5 separate regions of the Mus musculus genome follow, and all the other regions are linked to region 4. Evidence: chromatin contacts called from public promoter capture Hi-C data. All regions are on one chromosome and are shown on one strand. Each heading gives the region's core, a stretch centred on a gene start, on an enhancer-like site or on the middle of the called end of the contact. The rest is flanking DNA. Distances are from core to core; before and after follow the strand shown. Region 1 holds the start of Osgin2 (oxidative stress induced growth inhibitor family member 2). Region 2 holds the start of Nbn (nibrin). Region 3 holds the start of Ripk2 (receptor (TNFRSF)-interacting serine-threonine kinase 2). Region 4 holds the start of Pnisr (PNN interacting serine/arginine-rich). Region 5 holds the start of Otud6b (OTU domain containing 6B).

What was found. Promoter capture Hi-C pulls out the DNA fragments that hold promoters and counts their contacts.
Region 1: a contact with region 4 is called in a promoter capture Hi-C map of pre-B cells. The contact joins the promoter of Osgin2 here to the promoter of Pnisr in region 4. A contact is called at or near these places in 1 of 39 promoter capture datasets (pre-B cells) and 1 of 484 Hi-C or Micro-C datasets (CD4 T cells).
Region 2: a contact with region 4 is called in a promoter capture Hi-C map of pre-B cells. The contact joins the promoter of Nbn here to the promoter of Pnisr in region 4. A contact is called at or near these places in 3 of 39 promoter capture datasets (cranial neural crest, maxillary cranial neural crest and pre-B cells) and 1 of 484 Hi-C or Micro-C datasets (CD4 T cells).
Region 3: a promoter capture Hi-C map of pre-B cells shows a contact between it and region 4. The contact joins the promoter of Ripk2 here to the promoter of Pnisr in region 4. A contact is called at or near these places in 2 of 39 promoter capture datasets (cranial neural crest and pre-B cells) and 4 of 484 Hi-C or Micro-C datasets (CD4 T cells, CD8 T cells, muscle stem cells and 1 more).
Region 5: a contact with region 4 is called in a promoter capture Hi-C map of pre-B cells. The contact joins the promoter of Otud6b here to the promoter of Pnisr in region 4. A contact is called at or near these places in 1 of 39 promoter capture datasets (pre-B cells) and 1 of 484 Hi-C or Micro-C datasets (CD8 T cells).

Annotation. Positions count from the first base shown.
Region 1 is chr4:16,012,445-16,015,144 of GRCm38.p6, reverse strand. It overlaps Osgin2 (oxidative stress induced growth inhibitor family member 2), which reads left to right and starts at 1,257. Exons shown (of 6, transcript NM_145950.5): 1 at 1,257-1,458. The coding sequence starts at 1,415.
Region 2 is chr4:15,956,661-15,959,360 of GRCm38.p6, reverse strand. Nbn (nibrin) reads right to left here and starts at 1,394. Exons shown (of 16, transcript NM_013752.3): 1 at 1,251-1,394. The coding sequence starts at 1,287.
Region 3 is chr4:16,162,356-16,165,055 of GRCm38.p6, reverse strand. It overlaps Ripk2 (receptor (TNFRSF)-interacting serine-threonine kinase 2), which reads left to right and starts at 1,413. Exons shown (of 11, transcript NM_138952.4): 1 at 1,413-1,832. The coding sequence starts at 1,660. It overlaps A530072M11Rik (RIKEN cDNA gene A530072M11), which reads right to left and starts at 946. Exons shown (of 7, transcript NR_045765.2): 1 at 865-946.
Region 4 is chr4:21,846,693-21,849,392 of GRCm38.p6, reverse strand. It overlaps Pnisr (PNN interacting serine/arginine-rich), which reads right to left and starts at 1,345. Exons shown (of 11, transcript NM_001369189.1): 1 at 1,254-1,345. It overlaps 4930528A17Rik (RIKEN cDNA 4930528A17 gene), which reads left to right and starts at 945. Exons shown (of 1, transcript NR_028384.1): 1 at 945-2,700.
Region 5 is chr4:14,825,021-14,827,720 of GRCm38.p6, reverse strand. Otud6b (OTU domain containing 6B) reads left to right here and starts at 1,308. Exons shown (of 7, transcript NM_152812.4): 1 at 1,308-1,430; 2 at 2,068-2,222. The coding sequence starts at 1,349.

The DNA.
Region 1 (2,700 bases), core at 8-2,507, 5.8 Mb after region 4:
GCCTGTTTAGTCAATAGATTCCAAAAAGTTTTTAATCTTCTAGTCACAAGACGTTAGTTCACACATAGAGTTGGACAAATAGCTAGTGTTCTGCAGTGCTAGATCTAGCCTAGATAAGGTAATTAGCCTCTGGATGGACCTGCAGCAATCCAAGCTTCCCACTATAATGCAGTTCTAGTCAATGTCTCGGCAGACGCAGCTTCTTCTTCCCTTTCTCCTTCACAACTGTTAACACATTAAACGTAAAATGAGCTCATACTGCCATTATTTTCAAAGAGGAGAAAAACAATTTTTAAAATCCGGTGAATACACCTTTTAGATATGGAATCCTGGAGGCACGCTGAGTTCTTTCTTTTTGAGACAGGGTCTCTCTACAAAGTCCTGGCTGTCCTATGTAGATCAAACTAGACTTGAACTCATGGAGATCCACCTGCCTCTGCTTTCCCAGGGCTGAAATTAAGGCATGGGCCAATGTTCTGCCAGGATGAGTTCTTTTAAAAAATGCAGACTCCAACCAACATTCTTAAAGAGAATTTCTTTTAAAGACATAAACATACAAGTGTTTTAACTGCTCCCCTCCGCCCCCCAATAACGGAGATGGGTGAAGGCGTTGTCGGAGCAGATTAATTAATTAATTAAGGTGATTAATCGCTCTGACAGTGTCCACCCTCACCTTTTAACTTTGGATAAATACCAAGTTGGATGCACTCCCTGTGCTGACTCAAAGACACCTGGAGAGACTCAAAACATCTTTTCTGGCCCAGCCCCTTTCCCCACTAGTCTCTGCATGGCTGAGTGAGGCCTTGCCCAGTCCGGGGAATGGTGGAGCGGCGCTCTTTAAGAAGGGAGGCTGAACATGGCCAGGGGGAGCGCCAGGCGAGCGGCCGGAGCACCTAAGGTTTGTGGGAGTCTTTGGGTGGCCGCGATGCGGGGGCCGAGGCCAGATGCACCCGAGACAGTGCGAGGACGTGAGCTCAGGTAGGTTCTCGCGGCCGGACTTCCCTGAGACCCGCAGGCCTGAGGTAGAAGCCTCCCCTCTTCTGCTCCGCAATCCCAAGAGCGGGCACCGAGAACGCACCCCGAGCCCCGAGCCTAGGCCTCGTGAGGACCCGGACCGCAGCGCCGCGGCCCTGCGCATCCCTCTCCGTGGACCCGCCCCTCGCCGCGACTCCACCAATCGGCGGCCTCGTCCACGCGCCGCACCTGGTGGGCGGAGCCGCGCGTCGCCGTCGCAGCGCCCGGTCCCGCCCCCAGCGCGGCGCTCATCACTCGCTGCGCCGCCCTGCCGCCGGCGGGGAGGAGCGGAAGCCGCTGGCCGGGGACAGACTCCCGCGCCTGTGAGCCGCGGTGCAGGCAGAGCGCGCGCCGGGACCAGCCCGCGGTCGGCCCTCCCGGAGGACGGCAGCCGCTCTCCATGCCTGTGTGGTGCTGCCGCTGCTCCCTGGCCGGTCATTTCAGGTGACTTTCCCCCCGGGATGGGTCGGAGCTGGCTCTGCAGCGTGTGCTCCTCGGCCGCCGCCCGCTGGGCCGGCGCTGCTCGGAGCTCCGTGGACCCCGCTCTTTTCTTGTCCCCTCTTCTTGTTCCTGGACCGCGCGGGTCACAGGACGGCGAGAGTGGCTAGGCCGGCGGTGAGTCGGTTACATGTAAATGGTAAATTTGAAAATCTGTGAAGAGCCTCCTTTGAATTTTTGATCTTTTAAAAATCTAATAACATAAGTTACTGGCTTGAAGGGAAGTGGAGAAGAATGTGTCATGTAGTGACAGTGGGTCGTGACTTACTAAGGTATGAGTGATGTAAAGCCATGTTAGAATGGAGAAATTTAGGAAGTGGCAGTTTTATACTCAAATTATGATGAAAGTTTCTTACGGTGAGAAAAACAATAGTTTCAAAGATGAATGAACGTATGTTCTAGATTCAGAACAATTGACCAACACTTCGGGGAATTACAGAATAAGATCAAAAGTACAAGAAACTGGATGGGATGAAATGTTACGTTTAGTAAGGACTCTGGGAACTGGCTTTACATGTGTGAATGTTACAGAATAAACTGATAAAGACTTGTTTAATAGAGGCTCATAGAATTTAGGTGAAACATTAACTTGGGTGGAAAGGATATTAATATCATTTCTAAAAATACTAACATTGCTTTCTTTACTAATGTGAGCCACAAGTCACAGTATTTGTGACTGTCATCAATACAAATCACAGAGCTTATTTTATGTGATATAGATAAATGTCGTGTGTATTTAATAACCTTCACAGAAGAGGTTAAAAAAGAATGTGAGGTGCAGAGAAATCAGACTCCTGCTGTAATAGCAACGACCTAGGTCTGCCCAACCTCCTGAGTTTGTAAGGAGACTTTAAATTCTAGATCTAGAAAAGTTTTATGCCAAAGACTGCTGGATTCTATGTTCTAGACAGATTGTTGTGTATGTACACATCGTCCACTTTGAGTATTGTAAAAAGCAGGCTGGAGTGAAAATTTGAAGCCTCTTGGGGAGCTACATTTCTTTTAGAAAATAACCCTCTGAAAGTCTCCTGACACCTTTGGGGTACTGTTGAGCGGTAAGGGGAGAGCTTGGAATTCTTACTCTGAGGCTATGTGGTAAATACCATCCATCCTCTTATCTCTGTGCAGAGAAATTTAGGGGAGGGAGTGAAAAGTGTTTGCTACAGTTTAGTGTTGGGAGAGAAGAAA
Region 2 (2,700 bases), core at 145-2,644, 5.9 Mb after region 4:
GAATTTGGAGACATGGGCTTCTATTACACTTGGAAGAGTAATTATCACAATTAGACAAACAGGAAGAGTCCAGCAGATCCCTGGCATCCTTCTGAACCGTTTGAGTTAAGTACTGTCAATGAGATTTCTGTTTGCTTTATTTCATTTTTGAGAGGAAGTCTCACTACGCTGCCTAACTAAGCTGTCCTCAAACTCAACGTCCACCAGCCTCGGCTTCTCAGGAGCTGGGATTACAGGCAGGAACTATCACACTCAGTTTAGCAGAGAGGAACTTGAACGGTTTCAAGGTAGATACATAAATATTCTGTGAGTTTCTACTGTAACCACCTTACTTGAAAACTAATCCCTTAGCGTCTGATTCCGAAATGCATCTCTGATATTGGTTCTAGAAGCATATTTTATTCTGCTATCATGTTAATAAAGTGCTACCCAGGTGAGTACTGAACTACAGCCTAAAAGCACATGAGAGGCGCTCATGTAGCTCGCAGGCTTCAAACTTAGGTAGTTGATAACTTTTAACTCCGGATCCTCCTTCCTCCACCTCCCAAGTGCTGGGATGCCTGCGCCACCACCTCTAGAAAATTTCTATTTTACAGACACTCATAGACTTAGCTAGGCTCAAGGCTAATTATTCAGAGTCCTCTAAGTTGCGTTCTATCCTTGCAGTGCCCCAACCCACATAGATAATCTTTCAGACTTTATCCTTCCCCTTATACTGTTAGTAAACTGCATCTTCTTAAAGTTCCCCGCAAACAAGATAGAGTCGCAGGCAAGTGCATAATCTCCCATCACCAGTGACTAAATAAGGAGACAACCACTTAACACGTGATAACTTTCACTGCGTAAAAAAATGTGTGGGCGGAGGACTCTTCCCCGAGGGGAAATTCTGAAAACTTTAAAGCGGCCCCGTGGTGTCGCGTGATTTCTCCTAACTACGCTCCGGTCTGCGTGCGTCCCCAGCCTTGGCTGGGCGCCTGGGCAACTCCGCGTGGTTCTTCCCCTCGGTTCGCAGCCTAGCTGGAGCCGGTCTAACCTGGGCACGCACACCCCAACGCCCGAAGTACGGTGGGCTGCCATCCCGGTTCCCACCACCCAGCTTCCGTGTCCAGTCAGCCCCGGCCGCCTAGGCGTCCGCCGGAAGGCGAGAAGGACGGACCGGAAGCGCAGGCGCGCTCTACTGCTTCCCAGCCCCCACCGCCCCGCGGCCGCTCCCGGGAAAGAACTCCCCGCCGCCTCCTTAACGCGCCTACCTGGAGCCGCACCGGCGGCCGGGAGCAGCTTCCACATGGGGCCGGCGTCTCAGAACCCCGCGACGTGCGACGCCAACCGCAGCTGCCCAGCCTGCGCGGTCACCGGGCTGCACCGGCGCGGGCTCCGGGACGTGCGCGTTCCCAGGACTCTGACAAGTTCTTCGGAAAGGCGGGAACCGGCCAGAGCGCGCCGCTGACGGGGGCGCCACCTAGTGCTGAAGATGCAGCAGTGCAGCGCGGAAAGCGTCCTGGCAGGAATGTGATGGACCGAACTGGACGCTTTAATCAATGAACTGTGATGTTTAAAAAGCTCGGAAGTAATGTGGATTTTAAACTAGATGTATCAAAGTGCTGTTGAGTGTATTATTTTCTGTATTTTCAAAAGTTACATCATGTGTAGTATCAGTCAAGATGAAGATTTCATGTCAAAATATGTTTAATCTTTTCCACTGTATCCTGAGTGTATTATACCAGAACCATGTTTACATCTTTATACAATGTCAGGATTTACTGAATAACAATAAGTCCACAAGCTTTTTGCCAAGTAGTCCCAATTTCCCTTAATAGTTGACCACTGGCAAACAGTTTTTTTTTAAAGATTTATTTATTTATTATATGTAAGTACACTGTAGCTGTCTTCAGACACTTAAGAAGAGGACATAACAGATGGTTATGAGCCACCATGTGGTTGCTGGGATTTGAACTCATGACCTCTGGAAGAGCTGTCAGTGCTCTTAACCGCTGAGCCATCCATCTCCCCCCACTTTTAATTATGTATTTATTTTATGTATATGAGTACACTGTAGCTGTCTTCAGCCACACCAGAAGAGGGCATCGAATCCCATTACAGATGGTTGTGAGCCGCCATGTGGTTGCTGGGAATTGAACTCAGGACCTTTAGAAGAGCAGTTAATGCTCTTCACCACTGAGCCATTTCTCCAGCACTGACAAATGGGTTTTTTAATCCAGTTGTAATATTAATAAATCATACATTAAGGGTGTGTGTCCATTAAAGAATGACTTCAACTTCTGGGTGTGGTGATGCACACCTTTAATCCCAGCATTCGGAAGGCAGAGGCAGGTGAGTCTCTGAGTTCAAGGCCACCCTGGTCTACACAGAGAAATCCTATCCAAAAAAAAAAAAAAGAATGACTGCAATAGAGTTACAGAAACACAGCAAGAGACATCAAAGGATCTGGGAAGCTAAAGTATGGAGCTGAAACAGCTACAAGCAGAGTAGATGAGCTCTTACAGAGCATGAATGCATCATTGTTTTGATTGTCAGCACAGAAATCTTCCCACATAGTTGTAATTAACTGTTAGATTACATGTGATATATAGGAAAATGTAAGTGATATTTAAACAGTTGTCTGGTTCTATTGTTTAAAGAAAAATAATCTATACATGTTCTGCAGAAATACTTTTAAAATAGTATTTTTGGTCTGTGTTT
Region 3 (2,700 bases), core at 164-2,663, 5.7 Mb after region 4:
TATACGTATATATATTCTTAGTTGAGATATATACACATTATATTGTAAGTACATATTTTTATATTTTTGTATTTTGTTTATGTGTATGTGTGTTGCCTGCAGAAGCCAGAAGTGTTGGTCAGATTCCCTGGAGCTGGAGAGCAGGCAGCTGTGAGCTACTAGATTCGAGTACTGATAACAAACCTCAGATCCTCTGGAAGAACAAGCCCTCTTAACGGCTTACCCATGACTCCAGCCCAAGAAAACATAATCTTAGAATGTAGACTTGTAAAAAACTATTAAGAACTAGAGTATAGGGAAGGAAATGTCGGTGTTATATATATTACACTAATAATATAAGGGACAATTACAGATTGTAGTATCCTGGTGCGTGTAGGATCGTGGAACTATATCGCTCACAAATATGAGATATTTGCGCCAAACATCGTACTGAACAGTTATCTAAGTAGAAAGGTGTTTACAGTAAAAAGATGAAATAGTGCTGGATTTTGGTTGTTTGGTTTTGTTTGTTTTTGCCTTTGTTTTTCTTTTTGGATGGAAGACTTCCCAAACACAAGAAATGGTTTTATATTTCTATTTGTGAGTAGGCTTTGAGGAATAAAAGAAGAAACCGTTTCCTGGTAAGGGAGCAAGTCATATAAGCTAAACACCTCAATTTGTCACACTGACAGCGCTAGCCTCTCTACCTCACTTCTCACAAGTGGCAGCCACTGAGTAAAGACTGGAGTGGAAGCAACCAGATGGTTTACAGCTCAGGAAGTGGGGCACCAGGCTCCCCAGCAGTAGTCACCCCACACCCTATCACGTCCAGGGTTTGGAGTCTAAGGAAGACACTCGGGCCAAAGGAAAATCCAGCCGACCCACCTGACACCAGACTGGAGAACTCCGGAGGGATTTTCCCCGGAGGAAATCTTTTCCAAGCCTCAGCGATGTCCACCCGGCTTGTGGGGGGAGGGAGGCCTCTGAGACACGCCCATGATCTGCAGAGGGAGGAGCCGGCAGAGGGAGGAGCCCGCAGAGAGGGGAGCTTGCAGAGGGAGGAGCCGGCAGAGGGAGGAGCCCGCAAAGATGGGAGATTACAGAGGGAGGGGCCGGCGGAAGGAGGAGCCAGAGGACAGAAGAGCGGGCGGAGGAGGAGCCGGCGGAGGGAGGAGCTGGGGGAGGGCGGAGCCGACGGAGGGAGGAGCTGGCAGAAGGAGGAGCCGGCGGAGGGCGGAGCCGGCGGAGGGAGGAGCTGGCAGAGGGAGGAGCCGGCGGAGGGAGGAGCTGGCAGAGGGAGGAGCTCACAGAGAGAGGAGATTGCAGAGGGAGGAGCCGGCAGAGGGAGGAGACCGCGGAGGGAGGAGCCGGCGGAGGGAGGAGCCGGCGGAGGGAGGAGCCGGCGGAGGGAGGAGCCGGCGGAGGGAGAAGCCAGGGGTAGGAGGCAGGGGCTGAGGAGTTGGTGAAGGTAGGAGCCCGCCCAGGGAGGGCCGGCGGAGGGAGGAGCCCGCCGAGTCCAGGAGGAGGGAGGAGGACGGTCCACCCCGGCGCGGCCGCAGACCCGACGGGCTCCCTGGCACAGCTGACCGGGCCGGAACTGCAGCGGCCACGCGGGAATGGGCCGCCCCGGGACCTAGCGCCGCGGCCAGGGTCGGGCGGAGCCGCCGCGCAGCCGGAGCCATGAACGGGGACGCCATCTGCAGCGCGCTACCCCCCATCCCGTACCACAAGCTCGCCGACCTGCACTACCTCAGCCGGGGCGCCTCTGGCACGGTCTCGTCGGCACGACACGCAGACTGGCGCGTGCGGGTGGCAGTGAAGCACCTACACATCCACACGCCGCTGCTCGACAGGTAGGGCGCCGGCGCGGGGCCCCACACAGACGCGGGCTGGGTGGTCCACAGACCGGCCGCACTATGGCGATGCGCCGGCTCCGCCGCGGCGAGTCCTTAAGTCCTTGGGCTAACCTGATCCAAGGGAGAAACCATCCTGGACGTGCGTCAGACTTTGCAACTCGCCCTGCCTCTCCTCCCACCCGAGGTGTTCCCACTCTCCAAAAACCTGCAATCACGGCCACCTCTAAAACCCTGTTTATTGAACCCGACGTGTGTTGGTACAGTGCTTGTGGGCTTTGCTTTGTTTTAGCTAGCTGTTAGCGGTAAGAGCTGTGGAACTCTAAAAACTGCTCTTGGAAATGAAGTACGCAGTGACTGCAAAATACACACCGGAGTTTGAGCATTTAGCACTAAAAAGAAAAATAATAATACTATACCGGTGTTTTTATATTGATTAAACGTCAAAATATTTTTCTAGGGTTTTATGTGTGTTTCACTCCTGCTCCTGAGCCTGCATATTATGGCTTGGTTTGGTTTGATTTGGTTGGTTTTGTTTTCTTTGTGGTTTATTACGTGCCCTCATGAAGTTCAGTTATCAAATTCTACATTACCAGTTGTTATTCGAGCTCTTGCCTTGGAAGTCCCCAAAGGAAGTGTGCAATGTTTTTTGTAACAGTAAAATGAATCAAAAGCTATTAAATGGTCAAAATTTGTGAAGAATAAAAGTTTTGACCATCCCTTGCCCTGGTATTATTTGTGTCCAGCTCCCACATATTCAGAAGAAAGAAAAAAAAAAAGCGTTGGTTTCTGTTTCTAGGAAAACATTACAACTAAATACCATAGATCTGTGGCTGTATGTGTTAGTCAATGGATCTAGTCAGAACTC
Region 4 (2,700 bases), core at 96-2,595:
GACGGTGGCCAGAAGGCTCAGCAGCTACAGCACCGGCTGCTCTTGCAGAGGACCTGCCTCCAGTTGCCAGCACCTCATGGCAACTCACAACCATCTGTAACTTCAGTTCCAGGGGATCTCCACAGAAAAATACTATCTTTTTTTAAAAATGATTTTTTTCTTTAACTAAGGAAATAGGAGCATGCCCTCAATTAATAATGTAACAACATTGTTCCATTAATAGTAAAAAAAAACAAAAAAACGTGTCATGGAAGTATATGTTACTGAGAAAATAAAACACGTGGTTATACACTAGCTGTTTAATTTTTCTATAATTAAATTAAGTTCTAGGGCTTGATGTGGTAGTGAATACATTTAATTCCAGCATTCATGAGCGAAGGCAGGAGTTCCAGGCCAGCCAGGATCATATAATGAGGCTCAAAAAAGTCCTTAAATATAAAGCTTACTTATGTTTTAAATTGTGTGTCTTAAGAATATCCGAGAACTCATTACGTCTCCCCTGATGCTTTAGAAAACCACCCCACAAATAAAGTCTTTACTGTTCTGGTTTGGTTTTAGCTGGATGTACTCAAAAAAAAAAAAAAATCCAAGATTGTTTTTGTTTTATCTAGGGTTAGGAAGAGAAAAGGTAAATGAAGTATTAAAGACTGCTAATTTAATCAAGCACAGTCAAAATTTGCTCAGTGCCCAGTTTTGTTAAGATGACACTATTATCCACAAAACTACGAAACAACTGAAATATAGGATACTACTTGTTTCCTCAGTGATGCTTAACACATAATACCCATCACTGGGTAAAAACACCAAAACTAAGCAACTAAATGATACTTGTCTAGGACGCAGCAGAAAGCGGTTGCGCCTGCGTAGTGCGAGTCGCAGAGTCGAAGTTCCAGATCCCGGCCCCCGCCGCCTCCGCCCCTCCACACTCCCTGCCCCTCAAGGGTTCCCACTGCGCACGCGCACTGCTTAACGGCCGCTCAGGCGCCCAACAATTAGTCCCTTGCCTTCTCAAAGGAAACTCTTAGTTCGAAGAATGGGTCGTGAGCCCTCTCCTTAGCCAAAGGCGGTTCCCTTCGGGCGACAGCGGCTCTCTCGCTCACTCTCTCGGGCGGACGCCGGAGCTTCTCCGGAATGAGGTTCTGGCGGTGGCGCCAAGCAGCGTACGCAGCCTGAGTCCCGCTCCGTTCGCCACACTGACCCAGAGGACTTTAGTCCTCCGGCAGGTCCCCCGGGGTAAACTGCTCGTCGCTTACCCGCTCCGGTTCCGGAATACCGCTGTCGCCACCGTTCCTGTAATTCTCTCCAACCTTTCGATGCTTCTACTTCTTCATGAACAAGACAAGATGGCGCCCGGTGGTTCTCACCCGGAAGTGAATGATAATAACATCCGCTTTTCGGCTGAAGTCACACTGATTCTCAGCCAGGCTTACGACCATGTGATCTTACCGACGGGACGAGTCCGCGCCATTTTTGTTGAGGGCAAACCCAACCCACCTCGAGTTGGACCCTCTTGTGTGTGAAGCCCGTGTCATACCCGACACATTTTCATTTGTACAGCCAGCACAAAGCCGAGCCTAACGTTCCGGTACAATGGACGGAATTTAGTAAACTTTAGGCAGGAGACCCTCGAAGAGCAAATGCGTTCTAAGAATCAGTTCCGCTTTGGGAAGGATGCTGAATCGCTTTGCCTCTTTCAGACTACGGAGAGGACCGCAAGTCAAACCCTGCCAACTTGGAACTCACTGTGCCAGGCCTGAGTCGCAGAGCCTGAGTTCTGGAAGCAGGGTGTTTGCTAGGTCTCCTTGTTCACCTCCTAGCATCGCGCCCCCTGGTGGGAACATTTACTCAGTTCAACTTCGCTCAGCTACTCTTTAAGGAAAAGTAACTGAGAAGCAGAGTTTCCACTGGTCCTTCCTTACCTAAACTCCAAGATGGCCTCCCGAAAGGAGGTAAAAGGTGTTTAGCGTGAACAATGTTCATATATCTAAAATGTCAACTTTCCAGACTAGGAGTTTAATTACAAAAGGAAACAAAAATTCTAAGAAACACAGCATTCTTAACCTAAATATTGGAAAATGACTTTCTTGAAATGTCAGTGTAACTAAAAAGAGTTATGAAGGAGAATTCCAGGAAAAAGTCTGTGTCTGCAAAGATTGATTGGAGCTTCAGTGATGTGGAGAGGTTGGAATTTTACAAGTCCAGAGGCTAATTACCCAATCTGGCCCTAGCTTTACCCACGAATTGCCAGTCTTTGCCAACCTCCCCATATTAGAGCTAAATCCTGTGACTAATAGATTAAAAACCTTTTAGAACTTTTAAAAAAATGATTTATTTATTTTTATTTTATGTGTATTGGTGTTTTGCCTGCGTGCATGTCTGTGTGAGGGTGTCAAATCACTTGTTGCTGGACTACAGATAGTTGTAAGCTGCCATGTGGGTACTAGGAATTGAACTCTGGTACCAGCGCTATTAACCACTGCCCCAGCCTTTGGAACTTTTTAACTTAGCTGACTCCCAGTTTCCACCAACCCAAGAGCTAAGAATGTTATCAGATAGCATCTGCAGCGATGTAAAAAGTGTCCCCATCTTGCTGTAGCTTCTGTGATGTACACACCAATGTATCTTAAGCCTGCCTTGGTTTATGACTGTCTGTTCTTTAAAAACTATAAAATGTCATGAAACCACTTCCGTGTTATAAAA
Region 5 (2,700 bases), core at 59-2,558, 7.0 Mb after region 4:
CTTGCTATATAGAGACTTTCCATAGGTTCTGTGACTCTAGAGAACCCTGACTAATACAACCCCTTACAGGTTTATACAGTTGTAGGTGCAGTTCATTATTCATCTCTGGAAATAAGTTTTCAATTATTTCCAGAAATATTATTTCAACTTCATTTGTTTTGTTCTGTCTCAGGCATTTATATATAAAAAAGAATATGTTTGTCTATCTATTTTTTTTAAGATCTATTTATTTATTATATGAAAGTACATTGTAGCTGTCTTCAGACACTCCAGAAGAGGGCATCATATTTCGCTATGGATGGTTGTGAGCCACCATGTGGTTGCTAGGATTTGAACTCGGGACCTTCAGAAGAGCAGTTGGCGCTCTTATCCACTGAGCCATCTCGCCAGCCCCTGTCTATCGACTTTTGAGACAGGGTCTCACCTATGTAACTCTCTGGACATCCTGGAACTCCCTATGTAGACAGGCTGGCCTCAAACTCACAGAGATCTGCCTGCCTGCCTCCTAAGTGCTGGGATTAAAGGCCTACACAACCACAATCAGCCCTAAATAGAGATTTTTTTTTTTTTTTAAATTTTACTGGACCAACACTCTGAGTCTTCCACTCCTGCCACCATTCCGTGAGCATTCTTGTTTGCCTTTGCTAATTTGTTTTTGTGGCACACGAGTTACATTTGTTAAATCTTGCCTCAAATCTTCAAAACACCCTGACATCACTGTTAATCGTTTTACAACTGAATTTAGCAAATGGACTTTACTAAGCTTAGTCCTTTTTTATCTCTTTCATCACTTATTTCAAGAGTAGGCATTCCTTACTTAGCGTTTCCCCTTTTACCACATTGTAAAAAAACAAAAAACAAACCATTCCCTAGTGTATGACTAATATAACGTAAAGATCCTCATTGAAAACAAACCACGCTTTTATTAAAATTAAAAAAAAAATCTTTTCAACATGTTTTGGCAAAGAGGACAACTACGGAGCGTTCTAAAGCACAAATTGAAAGCTGTGCGAAAGAACGTCCGTGATGTCATCTCCGTGCGCCCCGTCAGGGCCAATCGCCTGGCGCGTAGCTTTGTGCTGCGGTTGCTCCAGCGCCGGGCGCGTCCTTAATCGCACAATCCCAGCTTCCGGCGCGCCGCCCAGAGCGGTCCGAGCGCGCAGGCGCCCTAGCCCATGTCGGCGTCTCCCGGTTTCAGTGGTTAGACCTGGATCCGGAGCCGCCTTGAGGCGGGGCTGGGCCTTCCCGGCGGCCAATGGCGCCCCGGGTGAGGGTTGAGGAGTGGGAGGTGCTGGCCCTCCTGAGGTGCGGATCTCCTTCAGCGCGGGTGCCGGGCCGCCTGGTCGTCATGGAGGAGGTCGTGGCTGAAGAGCTCGATGATGAGGAGCAGCTGGTGAGAAGGCATCGGAAGGAGAAGAAGGAGCTGCAAGGTGACGGGAAAGGGGCTGGGAATGTAAGAGGCGTCCACACCCAAGGCTGGGAGCGTGGAGTGTGTCCTCTGGTACCTGGACGGGCACACGTCCTGGATCCGTCTAGGCTTTCCCTCAGATAACTTTTGATCAGTCTTCTCCAGCTTTCCCCATTCCCTCGACCCCCTTATTTGCAGTCCCCGGAGATGTCCCCGTGTGCGACCTGCCGTGGACCCCTAGCGGGTCCGGTGCACGTGCTGCTGCTGAGTGATGTGCCTGGAGACCAAAGTCTTGGACCTCCTCTTCCTCCCTTCCCATTCCTGCCCCCGATCCCGACGCCTGGCCTTAGTGGTGTGGTCTGAATTGCTTCTCCTTGGCTTGTCGGTCACAGAGAAAGATATTTAAAAGGCAGAAGTTTTACCTTAGTATAGTTTTTTAACCTTGGTTTTGCCCTGTCAAACCAAACAAATTCGAGATTGTGTTTACGTTGGGTCGCAAGCCTCATCCGGACCTTTCTCCGTAGCTGATTGTTGTGTCATGATTAATTGCTTCTATAATTACTTTACATTCTATAATTGTACCTCTTCCCACCCTCTTAACTGCTTTTCGCTTTTTGGTCCGGGGGCTCTGACACGGCTGTTTTGATGACTTTTTTTAGCCAAAATTCAGGGAATGAAGAACGCTGTTCCCAAAAACGACAAAAAGAGGAGGAAGCAGCTCACGGAAGATGTTGCTAAATTGGAAAGAGAAATGGAGCAAAAACACAGGGAAGAACTGGAGCAATTGAAGCAATTGACTTTCAAGGACAGTAAGGTATGGGGAGCGAAGCTTGTCTCTGAGCCCGAGCAAACAGCTGTCTGAGTGTGTTGAACTGCTTATTGAATACGGTCTCAAAATTCTGAAATCGAGTCATACAGTCACACATCACATTTCCTCGACATTAGTTTTTTTAGACAGAGTGCCTTGTAGTCTAGGCTGTCACCCATGTGGATTTGGAGCAGAGGCTAAACCTTGAACTTTAACTTCAGATCCTACTGGTGTGACTTCACAAGTGCTGGGATTACAGGCATGCACCACCACACCTAGCTGTACATTTCTTTAGTATTTTTGTGACCAGGTTTATGGGCAGATTTTCTTTTTTTAAATGGAAGAACAGCAAAAAAGTGCCTACTTCCTTAACCTAATAACCATGTAAAGTATAAGTTATTGCCAGATAAGGTTTGCCTTGAGTGAAAGTTGGCAGCCGAGACTGCTCGTCAGGAACTCCTGATGAATGAGATTGTAACCTCGG